Regions from separate parts of the Mus musculus genome. Here all the other regions are linked to region 2. The links are chromatin contacts, called in public Hi-C, HiChIP or PLAC-seq and promoter capture Hi-C maps. All regions are on one chromosome and are shown on one strand. The core of a region is the stretch at or near the end of the contact, and the rest is flanking DNA. Distances in the headings are between cores, read along the strand shown. Region 1 holds the start of Bnip3l (BCL2/adenovirus E1B interacting protein 3-like). Region 2 holds the start of Pbk (PDZ binding kinase). Region 3 holds the start of Msra (methionine sulfoxide reductase A). Region 4 holds the start of Kif13b (kinesin family member 13B).

Evidence for each region. Promoter capture Hi-C pulls out the DNA fragments that hold promoters and counts their contacts. A called contact is a pair of places that touch in the nucleus more often than the background predicts. HiChIP or PLAC-seq counts read pairs in DNA pulled down with a chosen protein or histone mark.
Region 1: a contact with region 2 is called in an H3K27ac HiChIP or PLAC-seq map of extraembryonic endoderm stem cells, with 7 times the contacts expected there. The contact joins the promoter of Bnip3l here to the promoter of Pbk in region 2. A contact is called at or near these places in 2 of 39 promoter capture datasets (erythroid cells and pre-B cells) and 1 of 115 datasets of contacts at active chromatin or transcription factors (extraembryonic endoderm stem cells).
Region 3: a promoter capture Hi-C map of pre-B cells shows a contact between it and region 2, with 2.4 times the contacts expected there. The contact joins the promoter of Msra here to the promoter of Pbk in region 2. A contact is called at or near these places in 2 of 39 promoter capture datasets (the C10 cell line and pre-B cells).
Region 4: a contact with region 2 is called in a Hi-C map of erythroblasts, with 7 times the contacts expected there. The contact joins the promoter of Kif13b here to the promoter of Pbk in region 2. A contact is called at or near these places in 1 of 39 promoter capture datasets (stem cell-derived epiblast-like cells), 1 of 484 Hi-C or Micro-C datasets (erythroblasts) and 2 of 115 datasets of contacts at active chromatin or transcription factors (embryonic stem cells and pancreatic cancer cells).

The regions. Positions count from the first base shown.
Region 1 is chr14:67,006,827-67,013,621 of GRCm38.p6, reverse strand. Bnip3l (BCL2/adenovirus E1B interacting protein 3-like) reads left to right here and starts at 4,745. Exons shown (of 6, transcript NM_009761.3): 1 at 4,745-4,934. The coding sequence starts at 4,838.
Region 2 is chr14:65,802,815-65,809,344 of GRCm38.p6, reverse strand. Pbk (PDZ binding kinase) reads right to left here and starts at 3,434. Exons shown (of 8, transcript NM_023209.2): 1 at 3,211-3,434; 2 at 56-130. The coding sequence starts at 110.
Region 3 is chr14:64,438,873-64,445,316 of GRCm38.p6, reverse strand. It overlaps Msra (methionine sulfoxide reductase A), which reads left to right and starts at 4,277. Exons shown (of 6, transcript NM_001253712.1): 1 at 4,277-4,607. The coding sequence starts at 4,472.
Region 4 is chr14:64,649,138-64,656,105 of GRCm38.p6, reverse strand. Kif13b (kinesin family member 13B) reads right to left here and starts at 3,565. Exons shown (of 40, transcript NM_001081177.2): 1 at 3,450-3,565. The coding sequence starts at 3,504.

The DNA of each region.
Region 1 (6,795 bases), core at 3,496-5,995, 1.2 Mb before region 2:
TTTAAGAATATCCATCTTTTCTATACCACATGATTTCAAATAGAAATAATTTGTACTGTCTCTCCCTAACGCCACCCAAAATTGCTGACTGGGCCAGCATCAAGATGGCTCAGTGTGCTGGGCGTGGTGATGCACGCCTTTGATCCCAACACTTGGGAGGCAGAGGCAAGCGGATTTCTGAGTTCCAGGACAGCCAGGGCTACACAGAGAAACCCTGTCTCAGGGGTGGGGGGTTGGGGGGGGGGAATGATGGCTCAGTGCGTAAAGGCACTTGGAACCAAACCTGATGATCTGAGATCAGCCGACAGAACCTAAGTGACAGAAGTGTATCTCAGTAGTTGTCCTCTCCCCTCCACACCTGCATGTCCTCTCTTTCGCACACACACGACATTAAAAAGTAGTGTGTTTAAGGTCTGCTGTGGCCATATACCTTCAGTCCCAGCACACTAGAGACAAAGCCGAAGCCTACTCTACAAAGTCTCACAACATTCTAGATAAAGGCAAGGAGCTAATCCCTTGAGTTCAAGGCCAGACTACAAAGTAGGTTTCCGAGCTACCTATGAAGAGTCTGTCCCCCTCTCTTTCCCAATTTAAGTGTGTCTAAATAATGAATCTTACCAATTTTCTAAGCTATTTGAGAACCCTTAGTCTATCTAAAGATGGAGAGTTGAAGCTGTGTGAGTTTCTTACACAGCATTCTTATCATGTATAGTGAATCTGTGGGACCTGAGGGGGTTCTCAAATGTTTAAGATACTGGGTCATGTGGGATGCACTAGCCCTATGTTTGAAATAGAGACTTTACAGATTTGAAGTTAACATAAAATGGCCCTTCATAACACCTTGCTTGTCACATAGACAACCACAAAACTTCGGGTTCTACAAAGAATTCTTCAAGCAGGAAGTTAAACTGGCATAAAAATATTTAGAAATAGGACCAGCAACCGGTTTGAGTAGTTTCCCACCAGGGGGCAGTAGTTACATCTTGACCAGCCTCTGTGAACTGTTTGTGGATTGTATAGACAGGTATGCCATTAAAACCCAAACCAGGCCAAGTAAACAGTGATTTTAAAGTGTGCTTGTATCCAGGTTAATGATTGGAAGTTAACATAAAATGGCCCTTCATAACACCTTGCTTGTCACATAGACAACCAAAAACTTTGAATTCTACAAAGAATCCTTCAAGCAGGAAGTTTAACTGGCATAAAAATATTTAGAAATAGGACCAGCAACCGGTTTGAGCGAGTTCCCACTAGGGGACTGTTTGAGACCCGTGATAGACATCCAACGCCTGTTTGAATGCACCAGGCTCTCTGAGAAAGGACTTACTTACCATTCTTCCCTTGCAAAGGCAGATCTGATAAACCTTGTTACAAGACCAAAGACTTCACGCACACTTGTGCAGAGTTAACAGCAAGGTGTGTAAATACGATTCTCTGGACAGTTAAAAAGCGCTTAAGGCGAGAGAATGTTCACTCAAACGTCCTTAGGCCTGTTTTTCTAGAGGAACTGGGTTCATCCTATGTAAGCGTAATGCCTTCCTATTTCCCCCTGATTCCCATGTTGAGGATTTTGTTTTGAGATAAAGGGTAGTCTTTTTTTTTTTTTTCTTTCTTTTTTTTTTTTTTGGTTTTTCGAGACAGGATTTCTCTGTATAGCCCTGGCTGTCCTGCAACTCATTTTGTAGACCAGGCTGGCCTCGAACTCAGAAATCCACCTGCCTCTGCCTCCCAAGTGCTGAGATTAAAGGTGTGTGCCACCACCGCCCAGCTCAAAGGGTAGTCTTGAACTGACGTTCTTGCTTCTCTGTCTTCCAAGTGTGTGCTGGTGGGTGACTTTCAAGTATTATCTATAAAGAGGATTTTCTTGTCTACATAGCCACACTTGTGTGGATTTTCCATAGCCAGTTCCTGGTTTTGATTTTTGTTTTTATTTTGCAAGTAGAAATTAATAATCATCCCAGTCTCAGTGTAAAAACTATTAGTGTACAGCCCTACAGCCAGAATTAGTACCTTATGGGATAGGGACATTACAGATCTGGGACATGATGACAAAAATGCGTTCCAAGGGCTGACCAGATGGCTCAGTGGGTAAGAGCACTGGCTGCTCTTCCAAAGGTCCTGAGTTCAAATCTCAGCAACCACATGTTGGCTCACAATCACCCGTAATGAGATCTGATGCCCTCCTCTGGTGTCTGAAGACAGCTACAGTGTACTTATGTATAATAATAAATAAATATTTTTTAAAAATTATTTCCAAAATAACAAAACCTTGAATCATGATTATATCAACCATCTTCTTTCTTTTTTTTGGGGGGGGGGTGGTATTTTTGTTTGTTTGTTTGTTTATTTGAGACAGGGTTTCTCTAGCCCTAGCTGTTCTGGAACTCACTTTGTAGACCAAGCTGGCCTCAAACTCAGAAGTCCGCCTGCCTCTGCCTCCTGAGTGCTGGGATTAAAGGTGGGTGCCACCACCGCCCGGCTATCAGCCATGTTTTCACATCTCTAATTGAACAAAAACTGGCTTTTCACTTTTATCCATTTAAGAAAGAAAGGAAATGGTGACCTAGGTTGGGTGTGGTGGTGCACACCTGTAATCACAACAGCCTCGAAACAAGGAAAGGGTGAGGAATCCAAAGTCATGCTCAAGCAATGCAGGGTCCCAGGCCAGCCTAGACTGCAAGCCACACTATCAAAAAGGTTCGGGTGGGGCCAGAGCCATGGCTCAGGATCTCCTGTGGCACCTACATGGTGTATCATAGCCATCTGTGATCCCAGTTCCAGAGGAATCCAGTCAATCTTCTTGCCTTGGGGGGTGCAAGTCATGGAGATTGTACACATGCATCCACCCATGCACACACATACACGCAAATAAAAGGTTCATACAGAGTCTGAAAGAAACAGAACAATGTGACCCAGTTTGTTTGCCTGCTCCCAGTGTTTCTAGTCTGGATATAAGATTCTTACAGAGTATGCTCCAAAGAGTACATTCTCAATATGAGGCGTGTTTCTTTTCATTCCTAGTTGGATCTTTTGAAAAATCTGTCTTTTTGCTTTAATTTTCTATTTACGTATTTGAGAGGAGGCATGCCTGTGGAGGTCAGAGAATAAGATGAGTGGTCTATTTTGCCTACTTTGCACTATATGTTAAGTCAGTCTCAGGTACATGAAGTACTTAGACATAAAATGAGAAGACCCAGAGGAATGTTTTTATACCTGCATTATGCCTTTATAAATATAACACTGTATGTGGGAGGCCTAAGAGATGATTTTTATCACTATTTATGTGTGTATGGCACTGTGTACATGTGGAGGTCCAAGGACAGTTTGTGGGGTAGGTTCTCTCCTTGTACTATGTGAGCCCCAGAGATTGAACTCAGTATATAACTCTGGGCTGCAGCCCAGCCTTTAACCGGAGTCATCTCACCAGAGAATTGGGGTTTTATAAATGCATGTGGATGTTTGCCTGCACGTATGTCTGTGTACCATGCGGGTTTCTCATGCCCTCAGATGCCGGAAGACAGCATTGAGTGCCCTGTGAACGAGCTGTCATGTGGGTGTTTTGAACCAAACCTGAGTCCTTTGCAAGAGCAGCCAGTGTGCTTAACCCCCCAAGCTATCCCTCCAGATCATGTTTTTGGATGTCAATTCAAAGTGACAAAGACTTATTGTGTGTGCCTGTATTTATGATTTAGAGGGGGAGGGCATATGCCACGGTGCATTGGTGGAGGTCAGAAGGCAACTTTGTTAGCTTTCTTCCCATCTACCGGGAGCTCCGGGCAATGAACTCAGTCTGCAGGTTTACTCAGCAAGCGCCTTTACCGGCAGAACCATCTCACTGGCTGGTCCTAGATTTAGTATTTCCGTGTTTGGGTATCTCAGACCATATTTTTAAAAAAGACAATTACATGAAAATTCAACAACTGCAATTAAAGCAAAGTTAAAAGGCAAGTACAATATTGAGAAAAACATTATACAAAAATCGGGTCAAGGAAACTTGACAAAGATACGACGTAGGAGTATTTAGGAACATTAACAGAGTCAGCAACCAGCGTACAGGAGGTAGGGCATTTACAGAGATAGATAACAACCAGGGTTTGGGTAAATCTGTATTTTCTTTTCCCTTTTAATTTGTTTTTGAAGGCAATGGGTCGCTCGATAGCGTAGGCTGCAGGGAACTCGAAATCCTCCTGCCTCAGTCTTAGAAAGAGCTGAAATAACAAGTGTGCGCCACGCCCAGCCATTGATTTTTTTTTTAAACCGTGATTACATGTTACCTTTGCAATTAAAATGTTATAAATTCCAACAAGGTGATTAGCTCCAAGGTACCTCCCACGGTATTCTGTGGGAGGCACAAATGGATGTTTCACTAAGGGGAGGAACTGGGGTTTTCTGCTTCTTTAAAGCCACGGGTGAGTTCTTAAGTGGATACTGCAGGCGTGGGAGGGGTTCCATTCAGGCCCCGCGCGCTTCCGGGCTGCACACTCCTCCCTAATCTCAATCCAATGCCAACTTCCTAGCTCAGCCCTTCCGGCTATTGCGACTGACTCGCAGGAATTCTTTCCTGGCGCCCGTATCAGCTCGACTTCCGCACCCGCACGTCCCGAGCAGCTCGCGAATGCCCCGCCCAGCCCGGCCTGGTCACGCCCCCTATCCTGGGCTCCGACCCCGCCGTCCAGCTGCCTGTGTTGTCATCACATGGTCCGGGAGGGCCCTGACGTCACGAAGGGAGGGACTGCGCAGACGCAGAAAAGGGGGCGGGGGAACTCGACTTGTTGTGTTGCTGCTCGAGAGCCGGATACTGTCGTCCTGCGGCCGTGCCGCTTCCAGTCTCCAGACCATGTCTCACTTAGTCGAGCCGCCGCCGCCCTTGCACAACAACAACAACAACTGCGAGGAAGGGGAGCAGCCCCTGCCGCCGCCCGCTGGCCTCAACAGTGAGCACGGGGCCGCCGGGCTCAGCGGAGGGATGGGGGAGGAGGAGCCGCTCGGCCGCCGCCGTGCGGGCGGGGGGGGGGGGTTGGTGGTGGTGGTGGGGGAGTGGGCGGGAGCAGACGACAGCTCATTGGTTGGGACCGAGATTGTGCGTATGACTGACAGCGGCGCGCTCCGGTTAGGAGCAGGCGCTCGGCGCTGGCTCGCGGCCTGCGCCTTGGGCGCCGAGGTTTAGGGTCGCGGTGGGCGTCGGGAGCCGGAGGCGCACGCAACTCGGGGTGGCAAGCGGAGGCTGGCCAGCGGAGGGGGAGCATGGGACGTGCGGCGGGGACACCGGGGGATGGACGCGACCGGTCGGGCGTGGCGGGTGGACGTGCGGCCGCGCAGGTGTGCTTGCGGAGCTCGCCTCCTACCACACGCCGGTCCAGGGGGTCATCGGAGTTTCGTGCAGGGTGCTTGCTCCGCCCCTGACATTTATCTTTTTTTTTTTTTTTAGTCTGAAAATTCCCAAGTTTCTCAAGTGAGTTTTTTGTTGCTGTTAACCTTGAATTCATATTTTACTGCTTTTTCTTTTCTTTTTCTTTCTTTTTTTTTTTTTTTGAGAGAGCTTCTCATGTAGCCCAGGCTGGCCTCACTCGTTGTGTTGCTGAGTGACCTGATCCCTCCTACTTTCCACTTTCCCAAGTTCTTGGGTGACAGGCGGCAGCCACCATACTAGTAACTTTTCAAGTGCTGTTTCTTATGTTAAATGGATTGGGTGCCCAGCACATGCCCTAGGATCACGTCCATTTCAGCCAAATCTGCAGTGAACTTCAGGAAATACAGTAAACAACACAACAGACGCAGGCCACAGGTACTAGCAATTGAAAGTTGATGGTCAGGATCCAGTTGCAGTCAAACAGACATCTTGTCCCCAGAGTGTCCGCTGTTGTTGTGAGATCGCCGGACCTTCTTGCCCAACCTTTCTGTTTGGATTTCATGTCTTAATGAAAGAGGTAGTGGGTGGTGGTAGTTGTCACAGGGCCAGATGAAGTTCTTTAAAAGCCATTTGTATGCTTAAAGGTCAGGCAGTGTCTTTCATAAGAGGGATGGCTTCCAGGGTGGCCAGAACGGTTTAGGGAAGAGCTGTTACTGAGTCTAGAGGATAGTGGCAGGAGCGTTTGGGTATTTTAGCCAGGTGTGGTGCCACTTGCCTGTCATTCAAGCACTAGGGAAGTGTAGTAAGCGTGGTCCCCAGAATAAAACTTTGTGTCAGAAAACAACAAAACCAAAAAATAAGGAACAAAGAATTCAGGAATTTTAAGACTCTGTCCCTGCCCCATATTTTGATAAGCAATATTTGATAACTTCTCTAAAATGCCGGCTTTTACAAAGATCTAGTCAAGTGTGTCCTTAAATTTTACTCATAATCACATAATTCAGAATTTAAAATTTTTACCCATCTTTAGCATACATTTTTGGAAATGAAAAGACTAAAGAAATACATGCTTCATGTTATTTCCAGAAGCTGTGGCTCTTTTTTGAGGCCCATGGGTGCTTTCGGGAGCCTTCCCTTGTTTTTGGCATGCTTATATATGAGTATCTTCCGCCTGGGCCTTTATGAGTTAGTTGTGCTCAGCGTCTTCTTACTGCTTAGATGTCTGGAAAATTCAAAGGGATTTTCATTTTTCTTGGATTCTTTATTAACAACAGAACTGAAAAGGGTTGAGCTATGTTTGTTTATTCCTAAGTCTCACAGACCTGGGAGGTGTTTGTCATGGACCAGCCAGCTTCTTCCTTAGTTTTCTCAATGGCTCTTGGAGACCCTCCAGCCTATAGATGATACCAGATGTTACTTTGGGAAATCTGCTAGATAAAAAGTAT
Region 2 (6,530 bases), core at 2,185-4,684:
CACTAAAATGTTTCTAGTAGAAACAGCAACAAGAGAAGGTCTTTTGCAATCTTACCAGATTTCCTTTTTTCAGATTTGTTTGGCGTCTTGAAATTATTAATTCCTTCCATTGTAGCAATCACGTTAGGTCCTATAATGAAAACAAGCAAAGTTATATTGCAACTATCTAAAATACTCTCATTTGTGAGGAGAATCCCATAACATCATTTTATCACAGAAATATACAATTTGAGACCTAAAAATGACCTCAGCAAATAGTCCAATTTTATTTATAAAAGTAAAATTGAAGCCCAGAGATACAATGACTTTACTCACGGTCATACTATCATTGAGTAGGAGTTGTGGTTTTAACTATACAATATATAGCGGTCAGAGGCATAGCTCAGACACTTAGTAAAGGTACTTGCTGCCAAGCCTGTCAACTTGACTTCAATTCTTGGATCTCATTTAGTAGAAAGAGAGAACCAACTCACACAAGTTGTCTTCTGACCACCAAACACACTATGTGGCATACATCTACCCACACACATATACAATACATATAGAAACAACTATAATTTTAAAAACTTTTAAATATGTAACTTCAATAAAAAAAACTACCCGAAGCGAATGGGGCTGGGCTGGGGTGGGGTGGGGTGGGGTGGGGTGAAGATATCTTGTCACATCTTTAAAAAAAAAAATACTACCTAGTTCTAAAAGGTTAGCAGAAACTAGGAATGTAGCTCATGGGTAGAGTCAGCCTGGCATGCACAAAGCCATGACCTGAGTTCAATCCCCAGTGACAAAACCAAAAGGTAAATACTATGTCTCCCTCTCATACTTCCCACCAGTTACAAACGTCTCATCATCCTTTAAGACAGCCCTATATGCACACCTGTAATACCAGCACTCGGGAGGCTAAGACCGACCTGGGCAACAGGGAGACCTTGCTACAAACAAAACAAAAACAGAAACCCATGCATATAAGCAGCGTTATTCTAATAGTCCAGACAGACAACAGAAGTACCCACTAGATGCTGAATGCAGAGCAAAAAGTAACAAGCTTGCTACTGTACAACACAAATGAGCCAGGAAAACATGCCAGGTGAAAGAAACCAGACAGAGAAAGCCACACACAGATTCCATTGATGGCGCATGTCTAGAGCTGTCCAGAAACGGCCATTATTTCCTGATGGCTTAACTGTGGCGACAAACAAATGAAAAAACGAAAGAGGGTTCTGGAGATTGGGAGCTCATTTTTGGACGCTTTATTAGACATCTTGGTGGAAAGGTCGAACAGGCAGGCAAATACAGATCTGGAACAGAGCTGAAGACATGACCCTGTGGGCTTATCTACAGCAGTGGGATTAAAGCTGGGCTGCTAGATGAGAAAGGGTCTCGTGCAAAATCCTTGGCAAAGAGCAGCCTGGAGACTGTCCTTGCCACCACAGCTTGAGGACTGGATACAAAGGGCACAGTGTGTTTTTCAAAGATTAAAATACCTAGGTTTAGCCGGGCAGTGGTGGAGCACGCCTTTAATCCTAGGACTTGGGAGGCAGAGGCAGGTGGATTTCTGAGTTCGAGGCCAGCCTGGTCTACAAAGTGAGTTCCAGGACAGCCAGGGCTACACAGAGAAACCCTGTCTCAAAAAAACAAAAAACAAAACAACAACAACAACAAAAAAATACCTAGGCTTAAACATTTCAGCATTCCCTCATATTCTGGACACTCAAAAATGCCTCTCTTCCACTTACCCTGTTTGTACCAAAATATCCTACGTCCCGCCCAGCTCAGTTGTCTAATGGGACTTTTCTTTCCTGGCTGAGATAGAGCCTTAGTCTATACTGTCGTAGATCTGCATATACATTCCATAGGCATTAATTGTTAAATAACTATACTTTCTTTAACCCATATCACCTTTAGGCTTGGGGTTCAAAGGGCACATCTGACAGAGCTGGGGCATCTATTGATGGGCTTTCTAAGCCCCATTTATGTGGGTCTCCCCATTACTTAGACTACCCTGAACTGGCTGTGTACACCAAGCTGACATCCAACACGACATACTCCTGCTTCAATCCCCAAGCACTGAGGTCACATGCTTGGTTACCATGAGAACTGCTTATTTAAGATTTGACTTTTCCCAGGGGCGTGGTGGCGCACACCGTTAATCCCAGTACTCCAGTCAGAGGCAGGTGAATTTCTAAGTTCAAGGCCAGCCTGGTCTACAGAGTGAGTTCCAGGGCAGCCTGGGCTACACAGAGAAACCCTATCTCGAAAAAACAAAACAAAACAAAAAAAAGATTTGACTTTTCATTATACACCTTCCATCACCTATGTGTGTGTGGCAGGGGTGGGTGGTCTATGCACAACAGTACAGGAGCCTGAAGTGAAGGATGGCCTCCTCTGGAATGACATGTAGTTGTTTGTGAGCCACTCCACATGGGTGCTGGCAACCAGCTCAGGGCCTTTGCAAAAGCCCTGCAGGCTCTAACCAATGAATCAAGACTCCAGCGTCCCCCACCCATAACTTTATAATATTAGCACTGCTTGGCTTTTCAAAAGTATCTTTTTATTAGCATATGCTAACTCTACATGATTTCGAGTTTCACTATGAATTTTCATATAAGCATGTAAACATATTTTTTTTAATACCAGTAATCCCATGTATAAAACTCTACCCACAGCCATATTCCCTGTCCTTTCTTTGGTCTCCATTCCCTAGTTACTGGGACCCCAGGCACTCACTACTGCTTCCAGGTTTTGGGGTCCTGAAGATGGATCCCAGGGCTGCATGCATGCTGGGCACAGACTGTACCCAATGAGTCACTGCCCTACCACAGGCCACTTTTCTACTGTGGCCTCACCTTAAAAGCAGAGAAATCCTCCCCCCACCCCCACCCCCCTCCTCCTTCATGGGGAAGGGAGTGACTTTCTCCCTGAACCCCCAAACTTTCCGCGATAAAGGAGCTCAGGGTCAGGGGCTTGGAGGTGTGCGATGGCTCCAAGGGGTTCCCCTATTCTCCATCCACTATCTCCCTGGGTCCTCCCCTAGCCGCTGTGTACCCTCAGTTTGCTGTTCTTCCCCGCAGATCTCCTCCAGGTCCTCCAGTGGAGGCAGCCTCCCTCTCGTCCCCGTCCCTCCCGTCCGCGACCCTCCCCTCAGGTCCTCGATGCTCCACCCCTGACCCCCAGTCTGCCAACCACCTTCGAGTCGGCCAGGCTTTCCCTTACCACGCTCGCACGCTCGGGTAAAAAGGTGAAAGTGACGGGCTGGCTCAAAGCTGTCTGGACACCTAGTCCGGAAAGTGCAGGCTCAGCTCCCTCCCGCCAACAGCGTAACCGCCGCAGCGTTTAGGGCGCGCGCATTTTCAAAGGCCGCGGCCCGCCGAGGGGCACTGGAGTTCTAACTAAAAGCAGTCAGAAGACTCGCTCCAGAAAATGCAGGAACAGCTCCCTCCCGCCAACACTCGCAGTAACCGCCGCGGTGTGTAAGAAGCACGCTTTTTCAAAGGTCCCGCCAGAAGACTACGGGGCGGCACTAGGGTCAAAACTCACGCGTTCGCACAGTCCTCCCAGGTTTACTGGAGTTTCCAGGTTTGATTTAGTCCTAAAAGAAGAAATCTTCCAGAGCGATGGCTAGAAAGACATAGCAAGTGTCAGACAGATGCTGGCGGAAAAACAAAATATATATCTGTTTTGAAGGCAAATTACCCAAATTACAAACACTGCTCAGAATATGCAACTAGGAAGTTTTATTGCAGATATATGTGTCCTTAAAACACTAATTAGAAATGTGTAGATTTTCATTATTTGAGGCTGAGAATAAATATAGAATATTTTGAAATTTTGCTAACTTAAAAAATTATTGCTGTGTTAGTGTGTTTGTGTGTGTGTGTGTTTCTGCTACCCACATGGGAAGATCAGAGGACAACTGCAGAAACTGGCTCCCTCCTTCCCTCCTTAGATTCCTGAGATCTAAATCAGAAGGCCAGGCTCTGGCAGCAAGCTCTTATCCTCATTGAGCCATCTCACTGGCCCAGTTTTGTTAATTCTTGGAATTACCACAGTCTACTTAACAAATATTTTCAGAGCACCTACTGGGTGTCAGGTATCTGCACTTGAGTGCCCACTGCATAACATAATCTACTGTGTTCTCTACAAGAAAAATGAATTAAGTTTAGGAGAACAGGAAGACATTCCCATACCTACTATGTGGCTCAGAGACCATGTGATACCTTAAAAAAGAAAACATACAATGTAATACAAGAAGCACCAAGAGGCCTCCTCAACAGGAACGCTCTGTGCCGCATTGTGACCTCTTCAAACGGTTAAAGAAATTCAACCAGTCTGAGGCCAGATAGATAGGGACATCTTCTTTATGAAGACAGAAGTACACACAGTGGCATGACACGTATGTATTCATGTGTTTATATACATTAACACACTCATTTGTCTACTGACATTATCTTGTAAGACCCCCGAAGCTGGGCCTCCGCTCAAGTCCCGGGATGAGCTGGCCAGCACCCCAGTGGCCCGAGAGAAAACCACACCTGATGCAAACTGCAAGAGGTTTTATTATCAGCTAGCTGAGGACAAAGTCCCTCTGCCATGTAGGGCAGGGGAGTTCGACCCTGAGTGGTGACAGTAGGGGGCTAGCTGAGGAATTGGGAGGAGTTGGGAAGAGTTGGGAGGAGTTGGGAGGAGAGTTGGCTACAGCTCCTTTTCTTTCTGGCGGGGGGGGGGGGGGGGGGGGGGGGGGGGGGGGGTGATGAGCTGCAGCCTCCTCTCCAGCGTCGTCTATCTCCATGTCCTTGTAGGTCTTCCTACAATTATCGCATCTCTGGCTGTAAGGCTCAAAAACAAAAAAGGCGTTTTGCTGGCTATAGAGAACAAAGAGCTTCTTTCTGGCTGCATTTTTAGAGATCAGGGAAAACAAGTTTGGGGAACGTCCAGGGGCCTTACCTTCCAGGTAGAAACGCTCTAAGTCGGGGTCTCACAATCTCATTGGCACTAATACCTATTTTATTTCTATGATTCAGTTTCTCAAATGTTTTCACTTACAAGTTCTCTCCTCTTTCTTTCTTTCTCTCTCCCTCTTTCTTCCTTCCTTCCTTCCTTTCTTTCTTTCTTTCTTTCTTTCTCTCTCTCTCCCTCCCTCCCTTCTTTTCTTTCTTCCTTCCTTCCTTTCTTTCTTTCTTTCTTTCTTTCTTTCTTTCTTTCTTTCTTTCTCTCTTTCTTTTTTAGTATGTAGCCCTGGCTGACCCAGAACCCGATATGTAGATCAGGCTGGGAAGAGCCCTCCAGAGTGCCCTCAGCTGCTGAGCCAACTTCCAGCACCGAGATTTCTTTTCTAAGTGCGGGAGATTTTGCTCAATTTAGAACTATCTGACATCATTCAAGCAAAATAAATGTGTTGTTTATTCCTTGCCCTATAGTAATTAAGTAACTGTTGGAAATCTGTGCTGGGGAGAGGCCATCCTGCAGGCTGAAAGGAGCTCTGTCACACACAGCTATTCAGATAAAATGGAGATCACTCACAGACTCCTGCCCTCTGTTCACCCATCAAAGTCAAAGCCATTTGCATCTGAAACCTTCCTTTGCCTGTTTCGTTGACAAAGAAAAGGACCCTCCTCTTGCCTAGGGCACCCAGTCAATCCAGAAGCTCTGGAGCCCTCTCCTTCTCTCCCACACCACTGCCAACCCCCCACCCCCCCACCCCACCCCCATCATAGAGATGATAAAAGCTAAATGATGGTGATTGTATTTCGTGAGGATACACACACATATTTAGCTTTTGCTGTGATTTGTTTGTTTTGTGTGGCCCTGGCTGTCCTGGAACTCACTCTGTAGACCAGGCTAGCCTCGAACTCATAAATCTGCCTGCCTCTGCCTCCCAAGTGCTGGGATTAAAGGCGTGTGCCACCATACCCGGCTAGCAGCAAACACTCTTAACTCTTCAGCCCTATCTTAATAATTTTTTGTGAGTGTAAACGTGGTATTATATACCTCACCTTCATTAAATATCTATACTGTTCTATGTTTTTATTAAGTCTTAGGTTTTTACAAGCCTTCTGTGTTCTTTTCTTAGTAGATAATAAAATTCTGCCTAAAGCCAGACCCCAAAAGCTTCTTAATTAACCACTGCTTGTGAAAAGACCCTCCAGGGAGATGAAATTATTGGCACGGTATAAACTGAGGCTAAAGAATCAGTGAAAATAAAGGCCCTTGCCTGACAGTTACAACTATCCTGCTCTGTTTCCAGTCTTGGACCTGTTAAAAGAACCCCCAGAGATTAACCCCAGAAACACATGATCATCACAAGTTTATTGCTATTGCCTGTGAAATGCATCCATTAATTTCAAAACCTTACCCGCTAGTCAGTTGTCATAGAGAGCAGCTCTAACCTGGATCAGCTGTTTCTTGCAGTTTGTAAAGTTCTAATTGCACTGTTTCAACAAAAGAACCAATTCTGCATTGGCTCTAGCAGACTCTAGCATCAGCTCTTTTGCTTGCCTGCTTGTTTGTTTTCTGAGACAGTGATTCTGACAGAC
Region 3 (6,444 bases), core at 3,028-5,527, 1.4 Mb after region 2:
AGCTGAGAAGGGGAGCTTGCCCCTTGCCTCTAAGGTCATGGCCTTGGAGCTGTACAGAGCCACATCTCCCTTCTGGGATTGTCACTTCATCACATGGCCACATCTAGTTATTCTCCACTGGAATAATAGGCCCAATTAGAACCTAGTGGCTCTGCTAGTTTGCAAACTCGAGGTGAAGGAATGGTGGGAGACACATACTTCCTCTTGAGAAGGACCCTGAAGTGGGCTGCTTTTACCTTTTACCCAAATCATTCCCTTCTGTGTTCCACTCAGGTCCAACCAACAAAGTCAGTGCTGAAGAAGTGAGGCATTTATCTCAGCCAGGTCCACCCTAGATTTTTTTTTTTTTGTAAAGCTGTGACCTTGACCTTGGAACTTGGGAACACTCAGATTTGAATCCAAGTTCCTCCCCTTAGTACCTGTTTGTTTGGGCATCTTTCTGAGCCTGAGTTTCTTTACCTATAAAACTTTGAAAAGGGGTTGGAGCGAAGGTTAAAAATAAAGCATGCAGAGCTAACAGGAGCCTCCTGCTTTGTAATGAAGGCTATTCTCATTTCATCTTCCCCTTAAAAAATTCAGTAAAATAATCCATGCAATTAATTAAATTCTTCAGACAGCTTTGTATCTTCTGGAGACAGGCTGTATATAAAGCCACTTGGTTATAAGTATGCAAATGTAAATGTCACTTAAGCTTTTTGTTTATTCATTTATAAGGGTGTCTCTCGACTGAGGTAAGTGAAACCTTATCTGTGTGAGCATGCCAGGGCACCTTTGCTGTATTTGCAGTTTAATAGAGTAGAGGTGACAGCCAAATGCTAGGCACTTGTTGGCTCTTGAGCAACTTCTCTGAGTCACTGGCCTTTTCTTCTTCAGAAGGCCCGAGTCCTCCATGTGCGTGATCCCACTGAGGCTTAGCCTGTGATGGGACACAGCTACCTGGCAAACCAAGGAAGCTTCTAGCAGAATCTATGACTAGTTGTAGTACAGATGCCTAGTAAAGTAAAACGGCTGAACACTGACACTGGCGAGCCAGAAACACATATGTTTCAATTAGGGAAGTCGTATGCAACCAGATCCTTAGATAACAATCTGCTTCCTAATCCATGCTAGATGAAAATGCTTTTCTATGTTGATTCTTTCATAGGGTTTTTATTGTTTTTTGGTTTGGATACAGAGCTCATGGAGCTCAGGCTGGCTTCAAACTCACTGTATAGCTGAGGCCAGCCTTGCACTCTTGCCTCCTGTGATAGTTTGAATAGGTATGTTTCGTTCCCCGTAGAGTCATGTGTTTGAATGCTTGGTTCATGGGGAGTAGCACTACTAGGAGGTGTGGCCTTGGTGGAGTAAGTGTATCCTGTGAGAATGGGCTTTGAGGTCTCTTATGCTCAAGTATGGAATGCAGTCTCCTTCTGCTGCCTGTGGATCAAGATGTAGAACTCTCAGCTACCTCTCTAGCACCATGTCTGCCTGGATGCTGCCATGTTTCCTACCATGATGATCAATGACTAAACCTCTGAAATTGTAAGCCAGTCCCAGTTAAAATTTTCCTTTATAAGAGTTGCCTCAGGCACGGTGTCTCTTGACAGTAATAGAAACCCTAACTAAGGTACCTCCACTTCCCAAATACTGGGGTTACAGACTTGCACCATCATGCTAGTTTTTCCTGTTGTTGTGTGGTTCATTTGATTGTATGCTTGTTGAGATCAGAATTCAACACTTGATATCATTTCTCCATTCCTTGGATGTACTGTATTTATTGTGTTTATTGTATTTGTTTGTTTGTTTGTTTGTTTTTGAGATAGGGCCTCCTGGCTTGGAGCTCACCAAGTAAGCTAACTAAATTGGCTGGGTAGTAAGCCTCAGAAATCTTCCTGTTTCTGCCTCCCCAGTGCTTAGGTTATGAGTGTTAGGTCCAAAGTGGCACCCCAAAATGGCAGTGTTGATGACTGTCCTACAGAAGGACTTCGGCAAGGTAAGCAGTAGGATTGTTACCAGGTCAACAAGCTTAAAGGCAGGTTTCTGTTTACTAGAAAATCAGATCTAATGAAGGTCCCGTTTGCCAGGAACCACCTTTAATCTTTTCCCAAAGTCAACTACCTCAGGCAAAGGCTCCTAGTTCCCAATCAACCCAGGTAACCCAGATAAGACAGCTTGTTGTCACATAACACCTGCTTTTCTGCTGGTTTGTTTGGCTCTCTGCCCTGTGCCAAGACACCTTGGTTAGTTTGCTTGCCAATAAACCCTTCATTCTACCCATGGCATGGTCCAGTTTATGCTGCACCCTTATCTATAGCGAGTGTGCTGCCACGCCCAGAATTTTTGTGTAGGTTCTGGGTCTAGACTGAGGCCCAGAAGAATGAGCATGACTGAGCTCTCTTTTTAGCTCACTCACTATCGAAGAAGAGCCAGGGTCCTGCTTAGTGGAAGACCGTTTTCTTCTAGAGTGACATCCTTAGGAGAAATAATCTACTTTCTTGAACCTGCTGTGTTCTGAGATTCTTTGTTGTTGCCCAAGAGAATGTGAACACCGTATCTTGAAGGATATAAATTGTTAGAACTTGCCAGAAGCCTGAGTGTAATTAGGATGTAATTACAGCACGTGACAGTAAATATGGAGGCTGGCTCAGAAGGAAGTTGTTGGAGTCTAAAGGAAAAGCAATGCTTAGTCCTGAAAATAGCATAATTATTTTCTCTCCTCAAAAAACAAATCTCAGAGGTTTGATATGGTAGCCACAGCTTTAATCCCAGGATTTAGGAGGCAGAGGCAGGTGGGTCTTTGAATTCCATGCCACGGCTACAGAGAGAGACTTTGTAATCAACAAACAAGCCAGGAAACAACTCAGCCAACACAGCTAGTTTGTTAAATAAGGTTAAACTTGTATGAAGGAAACTTTAAAGAAATTGAGATGCTTCTTTCTTTCAAAATGCTTGCATGAGTATAGTACAACCATTAGGATCATTGAAAACATTTAAACAGTGTACACAGAACCCTCAAAATGTTTAAAGTGGGGCCAGAGAGATGGCTCAGCAGGTAAAAGTGCCTGCCACCAAGCTTGGTGTTTTGAGTTGGATTTCTAGGACCACAAGGCAGGAAAGAAACTTTAGTAAGAGACCCACTACTCTGAATAATAAAACTCTAAACAATGCTTTTACTTTATTTTTTTAAACTCATTTCCCCTTGGTAGGTAAGTAGAAATGTGTGTGTGTGTGTGTGTGTATATATATATATATATATATATCTTACATACTAAATATTATGGACTGTGGTTCTGGGATACCTAACATTACACAAGCAGTTTCCCTTAACATTACAAATTCTTCCGTTACACAGTATTTAGTTACGAAGTTTTTCTTGCATGACCCTTGTTCTGTCAACCACAAAACAGAAAAAGCAAGTCACTGTGTGTCAAAGGGCAGTAAATTACAAGTACAATTTTTTTTAACACATTTTTTTTTAGTGACCAGGCCCTCTTCAAGCCTGGACGGGACATCTTGGATCTTGGGATGGTTTCAGGCAAGGCCTCGTAGAAAGAACCTGCTTGGCATAATGTCACAGCAAAAGCAAGCCACAAGTAAACTGTTGAGAACAAGTTGGCCCAGGAGACTTTTACATTATAAGACAAACACCTTAATCTGTTTAACGTTGTGTGTCTGGCAACATTCTATGCAGTACACTAATCCTAGTCCTTATATTACAGTCCCACATGAACACAAAGTGGTAACTAAACCCACGGAGAAGCTTAGCTTCAAAGCTTCAAATCCCTGTGGGCGCTAATCCTCAGTTCCTTCCTTCATGTGAGACTACCCGCCCATTTTGGCAGTGTGTAAATCAAAAATCTCATACAGGACCTCTGAAATCACTCATCTGGTCCTAGCCACCTAAAGATTAAGGCTAGAGATTCAGTTTAGGAATATTCTCTCATAATTTCTGAAGTCCGTCTGGTCCAACTTCACCATTAACTTCATTCACATAAAGCGTTTAACAATGTATTTGTGCCTACATTGTTTACTTTATGGGCTGTGAGATGCGCTGAAGAATGTATTTATACATTTATACACGTACACACACTATATGTTTATATTTCATGTTGAGTACTTGATCCTTTGTGGTGTTGAGAATTGTGCTTTGGTTTCACTTTGGATCGATGTGACTTATCAAGATGGTTCCGATAGAAATAGACAAATTTCCTAGCTGTCCATCTAGCCATCCTCTTATAGGTCTGCCTTTCTTCTAGCTCGCTGCCTTTTTATGCACACACATTGATTTCCCTTTTCTACTTTGTGGTTGAGTGAGTACATCGCACCCGGAACCCTGGCTGCGGAGGTGGAGAAACGGCAGCAACTCTGACCTCCCGCGGTGGCGCCCAGCCAGCATCAATTTTGGCCCGCGCGGCTTCACGTACTCTGGGAACTTTGTCCCTCAGAGACAGCCAGGCCTGGAGGTCTGCCCCGCGAGACGGACACGCCGCCCATGCTCTCCGCCTCTAGAAGGGCTCTCCAGCTCCTCTCTAGCGCCAACCCGGTACGGAGGATGGGCGACTCAGCTTCGAAAGTCATCTCCGCAGAGGAAGCCTTGCCGGGACGCACCGAGCCGATCCCTGTAACAGGTAAGGTGGCACGGCTGCTGAGCATGCGCGTGGAGCCTGCGCACAGCGCCCTCCCGGAAGAAGACGTGCGGGACCGCGGGTGGGTCCCAGGTCGGAGTCTACGCGTGCGCAAAGAAGCAGCGAATCCCCCCCTCCCCCCAGTTCTCCCGCCCCCCAGCCCGGGAAGGGCGGGAGCTCAGCTGGGCAGTCTCCTGCCTGCGTGCTTCTCTTTGTTTGAGTCTCGCTCTGAAAGACTTTAGCGTTGGGATCGACCCAGCCCGTTTGCTGGTCTGCAGCTCCGTATTTGGGGCTAGTGGAGTCTGGTGGGAGCCCAGCCTTAGTCTTCCTTTTCACCTAGGCCTCTAGGAGCGTCTAGCGGTGCCAGTTCATGGAAGCGCTGGAGGCAGACCTAACAACGCTGGGAACTTAGGTTTTGAAGTGTAATTTTCGGCCAGAGCTGGTTGCAAGAACCCTCCCCAGTTTGTAGTTATTTCAAGGGCATGCTGGGTTGTCTCCCCCGTTTGCAGAAACTCCACGTGCTATGGATGAAGCCTCTAAGAGGTGTCTGTGTGTGCTCCCTTAAGCCCCAGGCGCACGTGAGAAGATCAGCTGATTACCTGTGTGACTCAGTTTTCTCCTTGCACCACTTAGGACCTAGGAGTTGAAATCGGATTGTAGTTCTTGTTGACCTTTTACCTTGTCAGCCCTATTGTAATGTTTCTAACCCCCCACTCTTGGGAGTATTCGTTCCTGAAAGGTTCTCACTGTTCCCAGTACAGAATCCAAGTTCATGTGCTTTCCACTTGGAAAGGGACCTGAATATTTTAGAAAGAGTGGGGACAAAGAGAATGACTTATTTGGTAAGTTAGCAAAACCAGAAGAAGGTGGCCAGGTAAACTGTTTTTTTTTTTTTTTTTTTTCAGGCTCCATTTATCTTCAGGCAGAGAGGGTTGAGGAGAGGGGTTTAGGGCAGGAGCTGACAAATTATAGGCCTCTAGGTATCTTTCTAGTTTGGAGTTAGGCGTCATAAACCTGGAGGCCAGCGATCCGTTGACCTGACCCGTAATCACAAGGCTACTGGATACTTCTGTGGACAGTGGAAATATCTTATCTTGATCTCTTCAGACTTGAAAGGGGAGAGGAGAGGCTAGGAGATTTTGCTAAGCCATTAACCTTGTGCTACTCAGTTCAAACAAACATTCCTTGAGTGCAAAGTAGAAATACAGTTGAATACAACATGGAGTTTTTGACGCTGAGTTTCCTTTGAACCATAAATACAGTGAAAGCCACAGACACGTCCCAGGGGTTATCTGCAGCAGAGATGGAGGGAGACTTCTGATAGGTTACACAGCTGCACAGCCTCCAAACTTAATGATTTTTTAAAAGTCAAGTATAAGAGGAGCATGGGTGTCATGTCGCCCAGTCACATGGCAGGCTGGAGGGTCTCTGGTAGGGAGGGATCTAAAGTAACTGAGAGAAGGGAAGCTAGAGGAGTTGCTTAGGGTTGCCTTTGGTTCCAGCAACACTGTGCCTCACTACGTCTTATAAGTTTTGGTGACCATGATGAATATGAAAGTCTTTATATTTCCTAGTTGGGAAGTTGTATCCTTCTCTATTGCAGCCTCTGCTCTCCTCATGTCTCTATATGATCTATTGAGTCTTGTTGTTATCTGTACCCCGTTCTCTCAAGAGCCCTGTGGCCAGTGGAGCCCCCTCTTAGGTGACAAGGCCCATCTGTTTAGTATTGCTTTGCCTAGTCCCAGCCATGCACTGTCATCAGATGCCTTTGGAGCTAAACCCGCCATCTCAGCTTCAGACTTTCCCTCTTTGCATTCTCTAAGATGGCTGTACCCTTTTA
Region 4 (6,968 bases), core at 2,316-4,815, 1.2 Mb after region 2:
CTCTTTGGATAATGTACACATATGGTATTACACATGTATGCAGCGAAAAAAACTCATGCACACAAAACAAAAATAAAGGCCTTTCAGATTATTTATAATAAGATATGAAACGGTCTTCTGTGCAGTATGTAGAAGAATGTAAATGTAATCTGCTGAGTTGTACAATCTGAAAGAACAGACAAAAACGAAGCCTGACAGAACAAGACAGTAAGCCTCAACTACACAGCAAGTCTGAGACTAGCCTGAGTCACCTGAGACCCAATGTCAAAACAATACTAAAAAAAGGGACATCACCTGCAAATACAAGTCCAAGATCTTTTTTATTTTTTAATATTTTCTTTATTTACATTTTAAATGTTTTCCCCTCTCCAGGTCTCCCCTTCGGAAACCCCCTAACTCATCCTCCTTCCCCCTGCCTCTATGAGAGTGTTCCCCCACCCACCCACCCACTCCTGTCTTCCCTCTTAGGCATTCCCCTACACTGGGGCATCGAACACCCTCAGGCCCAAGGGCCTCTCCTCCCACTGATGTCCCAAGATCTTTTAAGAAATATTTATTCTTTAGCAGTTTAGCTTCCTATTTAGCAGTAAAGAAATAATTTTCTTTAGCAGTTTAGCTTCCTATTTCAGATGATTAGAAGCTGTAATATTAAGGCCATGTAAGATTACACACACATGTGAGCATAACATCAGAATGAAAACATTAGTGTATGCAAGGCCCTGGTTAAGACCCCAGCATCACCAAAGGTAAAAAAAGGTAGAAAATAGAAGCCGGGAGGAAGGAAGGTTAGTTGGTTAGCAGACAAGGATGTAGAGAATTTTTTAATTTTTTAAAAAAGCAACTTTACTATGTACACAGCCCAGACTCACCTCAGAGATCCTTCTGCCTCCACCAAGTTTTAAGATTACAGACATCGACAGAGAGACAGACGACACACAAACACATAGACACACACACACTTCCTTTCTTTATCTTGACAAATTAACCACTACAACTCTAGTTATCATTAAATTAGGAACTACCAATTAATATTCAATTAATTTTCCCAACCCCACAGACAGTTAAGCAGAAAAACTGAACCCCCTTAAGCACAACCAGCCACTGAGTCACACAAGAATCGAACCCTACCCTGAAGAGTTCTGGAAACCTTTGGACTTCCCTCAAAAGACACAAATGTCACTCAAACAACAGAGTCTATGATCAGAAATACAACCCAGTGACCCAGTCTCAGCCTGTCTCCATGTCAATCCTCAGGACACTTCCCGCACATACACACTGAGTCAGGAGCACTCAGGACTAGACCCAACTACTTGACAGCCACATGCTATCCCTTAAAACACTACATTCCCCAGAAGCAATGCTTAAATAGAATTCTTTTCAAACTCAGCAAAAAGGAGCTCAATTTTGTTACTCCCTTTTCATAGGAATTCAAGATGCCAACTCAGAAATAACAAGCTTTAAGATTCCTCTCTATTATATTGCATAATAACCTGTAGATGAAGAAATTATCTATGATGAGCACTAGAAACAGAAGACAGAGTAAGCAAAGAGACTACGGGGCAGCTGCCACTGGACAATGGGGCCAAACTGTAAACATTCATTTTAAAGTGAGTTCAGCCAGGAGTGGTTGGTGCACCCCTGCAATGCACTCAGGAGGCTGAGGGAGGAAGATGACTGCAAGTCCCAGGCCACCCTGGTCTACACAGAGACTGCCTCTAAATAAATGAAAAAAAAAAAAAAAATAGGACTGGGGAGATGCCTGGGTGGTTGGTTGAACTCAGATGGTTTAATGGATGAAAACCAAGTGAGGACCAGAGTTCAGATCCTTAGCACCTAAGTTTTAAAAAGAAAAGAAGGGTCAGGTGTTGTGGCGAATGCCTTTAATCCCAGCACCAAAGATCTGGGCAGAGGCAGGCATATTTCTATGAATCTGAGGCCAGCTTGGTCTACATAATGAGTTCCAGGGCTATGTACAGAGACCCAGTCTCAAAAATAGGAAAGAAAGAGAAAGGAAGGAATACAAGGAACAGCTAGAAATCATTCAACGAATATCTCAAAACTCTGAGCATTAGTAACAGCCACTGTCAGAATTACAAGCATAGCAAATTAAAGACAGTAGCTTCCTCCCAGTAAGAGAAAACAAGGAAGAGTCCGGCTCTAACTATCTGTGCCAAACCCTGCTGTGGTGGCTGGTTAGAGGCCTCCTTCAGCACTGACATTTCCAAGGGTTTTGCAAAAAGGAAATTTTAAGAATGTGCTGAACCCTTCCTTTCCGAATCATTCCCAGATATGTCGGATTTCATTTGGCTGTTTTCTTTTTTTCTTTAGTTTTTTTTTAATCGCAGTAATGATCACAATGAGGTGAAGTGATCTAAAATAAAGATGTCTGGATACTCAAAAAATGGGAGAACTGAAAACTTTCAGACTTCTAAGCTACTCACTCTGTTTTGTGAGAACCTGGATGTTAGGAGGCAATGAGCTGAGAGCTTAAAAAGTTCCGTCTTCAGGGGAAAAGCTTGCCTCATAGACTTCAGCAGGTTCAAGTAGGCAAACCAACGACAAGAAAACAGAGACACCAAGTTCCCAAGGAACAACCAACCAGAGAAATCTTTGTTAACTTTTACACCTACTTACCTCAATACATACACAAAAGGGCAAGGAGACAGAAAAACTATTTCCTACACACTAGACTTTAAACACAGTAAAACAAACTAGAAACCTTGGAAAATGACTCCTGCACTTAATAATGGCTCTAGCTAGTCAGTAGTCTAAATCAATTAGCAGCAATTCCATCTCCCGGGAGCGCGGCAGCAACCTCAATAACAAGACTTGTCTAGAAAGTGTTTTCAAACACATCACCTCATTTTAAGTACCCTGCCCAGTCACCCTCTGGTGAAGCTACAGAGGCAAAAAGCAGCTACTCCCCGGATTCAAGTTGGGCTTCAGTCTTTCCAACTTGGATAGATGATTTACGTGTCCTGGGTTTATCTACTTTCTCTACCCTCCCTACAGACTTCAGAGCATGTCTGAAAGATACAATTTCCCAAGAATCTTGGCACTGAGACTATTTATTGTTGAGATGATGACTATCACTTCAAGCAAAAGGAAAAAAAGGAAACCTCTCGACAGTCATAAACCAGAAAAGAACTAAGAAGGCATGCATGTCCTTCCTTTTCTGCAAACAGCCACAAGGTGCAGGTTCAAGGGAGAACGTGGAAAATCGAAAAGTAGGGCTGTCCGCCCTAAGAGCTGCGTACACAGGAGGACTGCGAGGCCGGAGCTGCCCCAGGCCTGGAGAGCTCGGTGACAGCTGGCGGGGCGGAGGGCTGAGGGCCCGACCGCGCCGTCGAGGGCGCACGCGCGCTGAAGGGAGCCCGCCGAGACCCCCGGGACGCCGAAGCTCTACCACCACAGGCACCTGTCGCCCCCGGCCCGGGACAAGCGCTCACCTCGTCGGTTCATTGGCCGGACCCGTACCGCCACTTTCACTTTGGAGTCTCCCATCGTGCTACCGCCGGGGTTCTCACTGCACCTCCGTCTACCTCGGCCACCGGACAAACTCTCCGAGGCCAACCCGGCGGGCGGGGGCTGTGGGGGAAAAGGGGGCGGGACCGACGAGGGGCGAGGACCGGTGCGTCCCGGGGCATGCTGGGATGTGTAGTTCCCACAAGTCAGGCCGAGGCGCTGGCGGGAAAATTCGCGCGCCGCTCTCTGGAACTTGTAGTCATCTGTCGCCGTTTTACAATTGTGCCGCTGTTCCTGTACCTCCCTCTCCTTTCTTTTCCTTCTCTTTCTTTACTTCTTCCTCTCTCTTCCTTCCTTCCTATCTGTTGCAGGATTTTCCCTGTCCATCCCGCAACACCTAACTTCTCTTTTGTGTGCGTGTGGAGAGTTTTCTGGACATTAAAATTAGCACTTTATGAATGGTAGGCAAGCGCTCTATCCTTGAGTTATATTCCCAGCCTTCCTTTTATTATTTTTTGAGATAATAAAAGTAGAGATAGTTTATTAAGAAAGAGAAAGCCAACTGGCCATGGTGTCACAGGCCTTTAACCCCAGCACTTGGGAAGCAAAAATAGGCTGATCGCTGTTGAGTTTGAGGCCAGTCTGGTCTATAGCATGAGATCCAGTATAGCCAGGAATATAAAGAGAAACCCTGTCTCAAAAAAAGAAAAAAGAAAAAGAAAGAAAGAAAAGGCACTTCTAAGAATAGGAATGGGCTAGTGAGCTGGGAAAATACATACACTGCCTTGTTGGTGCTGGGCCTTTCCCCTTCTGTGTAATGTACTTGTTATTTATTTATTTATTTATTGGATGTGTGTGTGTGTGTACACATGTGGGAGCATGTGTCAAAAGACAACTTTCAAGAGTCAGTTCTCTCCTTCTATCTACCCTGTGGGTCCTAGGGATGGAATTCAGTTATCTGGCTAGCAAGCCAGAACATTTACCCACTGAACCATCTCAATGGCCCTGTTTGGAGTTTTGTTATAGTTTTTCATTGGATGGGTGGGGTTTTTGGGGTTTGTTTTGTTTTGTTTTTTTACTTCTTTTTCTCTTCTTTTTTTATGTTTATGGATGTTTGCCTGAATGTATATCTGTATGCCTGTGCTGAATTCAGAAGAGGGCATCCGATCCCCTGGACCTAGAATTACAGAGAGTTGCGAGCCACCACATAGGGGCAGAGAATAGAGCCCAGTGAGCCAGCTCTCCAGCCCCTGTGCTTTGGGTTTTGATAGAGGTCCACATGAGTTGCTCAAATTAGCTTTTTACTTGCAATCTTCCTGTCTCACCCTCTCAAGTAGCTGGAATAACAGACCTGAGGCCTCTCTCGCCTGCCTCTGTATCTAGCCCTAGCTGGTCTGTAAACTCACTCAGTAGACAGACTGGTCTCCACTTCAGAGATCCATCTGCTTCTGCCTTCTAAGTGCTGGAGCTAAAGGTTTGCACCTCGCCTCACCTCGATTCTGCAGGACTCTTAAACTCTAGCAATCTGTATTGAGACTACGGTGTCCAAGAACTGACCCTTCATCTGAAAACCTCTTCCTCTCCTTTTTAAGACCTCTGGGTTTGATCCTTGATTTTGATGATTTTCTCTGACTGCCTTGTCCCCCTCTTGTTTCTTTACTGACTTATCCTTCAGGATAAATGGATGCATTCAACCTTGACCACAGCCTCTGCATCCTCTGAGTCATAACCTTGGGTTATGGAAACAAACTTAACTCAAATCCCACTCATTTGCCAACCTGTGGTCACGGTCAACTTATTTGGCCACTCAAATTTCATCTTTTTTAATGTGTAAAGTGGAGACCCTGTGTCACCCAACCTGCAGTGACATTTATCGTGTGAGTCAATGAAACCAAAGTGTAAATACTGTTTATCAGCCTCACAGAGACTGCTGGTTGGTGGTTTGTGCACCAAGTCTATCCTACAAACATGTTCTGTTTAGCCAACACAAAAGTCAGATTTGGGGTGCATTAATGACCCTTACTATATGTTAGTAACACTAAATCAAACAGGAATAGCACTGGACATACTATAATCCCAGCACTCAGCAAACCGAAGCAGGAAGATTGCCATAAATTGAGACGAGTCTAGGCTCCAAGCTCCTACCTCAGCCTCCCAACTACTGGGACTACAGATGTGAGCTTCAATGCCCAGCCCCACTCTAGCTTTTTAAACTGGGGCAGTGAGATAAGAAAAAAGAAGGTTAAGAAGTTTCAACAGGAAATTTTATTTACATGGAAATTCAGGACAAAGGCCCTGAGGAATTGTGGTTAGTCTCCCTTTGGACTCAAGGTCTCTTGATCCTCAGTGAAGATGCAGAAGATTCTTAAGGCCTGTAAGTCACCACCCAGCGACAGGTGAGAGAGGAAAGACAGCTAGCTGCAGGTTACAACCTGCAGCCTGGAGAGCCCCAGGGGCTCCACAGCCAGATAAACCGAAACTGGAGCTGTTCAAGTTAGCGTGCTGGGGGGCGGGGGGTGCAGTGGGTTGCCAAGAGGAGGGAAAGCCCTGGTTTCTGCCTAGTCACCTTGGAGGGGAATGGGAAGAGAAGAGAGAAAAAGCACTCTGTGCTTTTGTTTTGTAAATGGACAACCTTGGATGGGGTAGGTGTTCTGTAGAGGTTGAAAATAGATGTGAGATATTATCAGTTAACTGCGGCTAGGAGAGACTCATTTTACCCCCTGGATTTTGCAGATCTATCTAATCTGAGACTGACTTCTTGTTTTCTATTTGTTCCATTCATGTGGCAGTTTCTGATGCTGAGGGACTTTCCTTACTCCTTCTGTTTATTTCTTTCTTTTGAGGGGTTTGTTTGTTTTGCTTTTGAGACAGGGTCTCACTATGAAGCTCTGGCTGTCCTAGAACTCACTATGTCGACCAGGCTGACCTTATACTAACAGCAACCCATCTCCCAGCTGCTCCCAACTGCTAGGATTAAAGGGCTGCCTCACTATGCTCCCAGTCTGTTTCTTCATGGTCATCTTTGACCTGATGGTACTAACCGAATACCTACTTCATGCCAGCCGCTACCCTAAGCCCTTTACATCTCTGAGCCTGTTTAATTCTCACACAGACTGGATGGAGCAGTTAATGTTATTGCCTCTACACTGAGGATGTAAAGCAGAGTAACATTCAGGTGAAGCCATGCTGTCAGCAACCACCCGCTGTATTCTGCAACCTCTCGAAGCAGAAACAAAGTCTGCATACAAATTGTTCGATCCCCAGAAAACACAAACAGCTCTGTTTTGCATTCCACTCCCCCCACCCCTGAGATAGGGATTCTGTGTGTCACCCTAGATGTCCTGGAACTCGATCTGTAGACCAGGCTGGCCTCAAACTCAGAGATACACCTGCCTCTGCCTCCCGAGGGCTGGGAGTAGATGTGCACCACCTGGCTTACATTTTTTCTTCTTTAATTCATCAACATTCAACCTGAAGAGCCATTTCCCCTCACCACCTGTTCC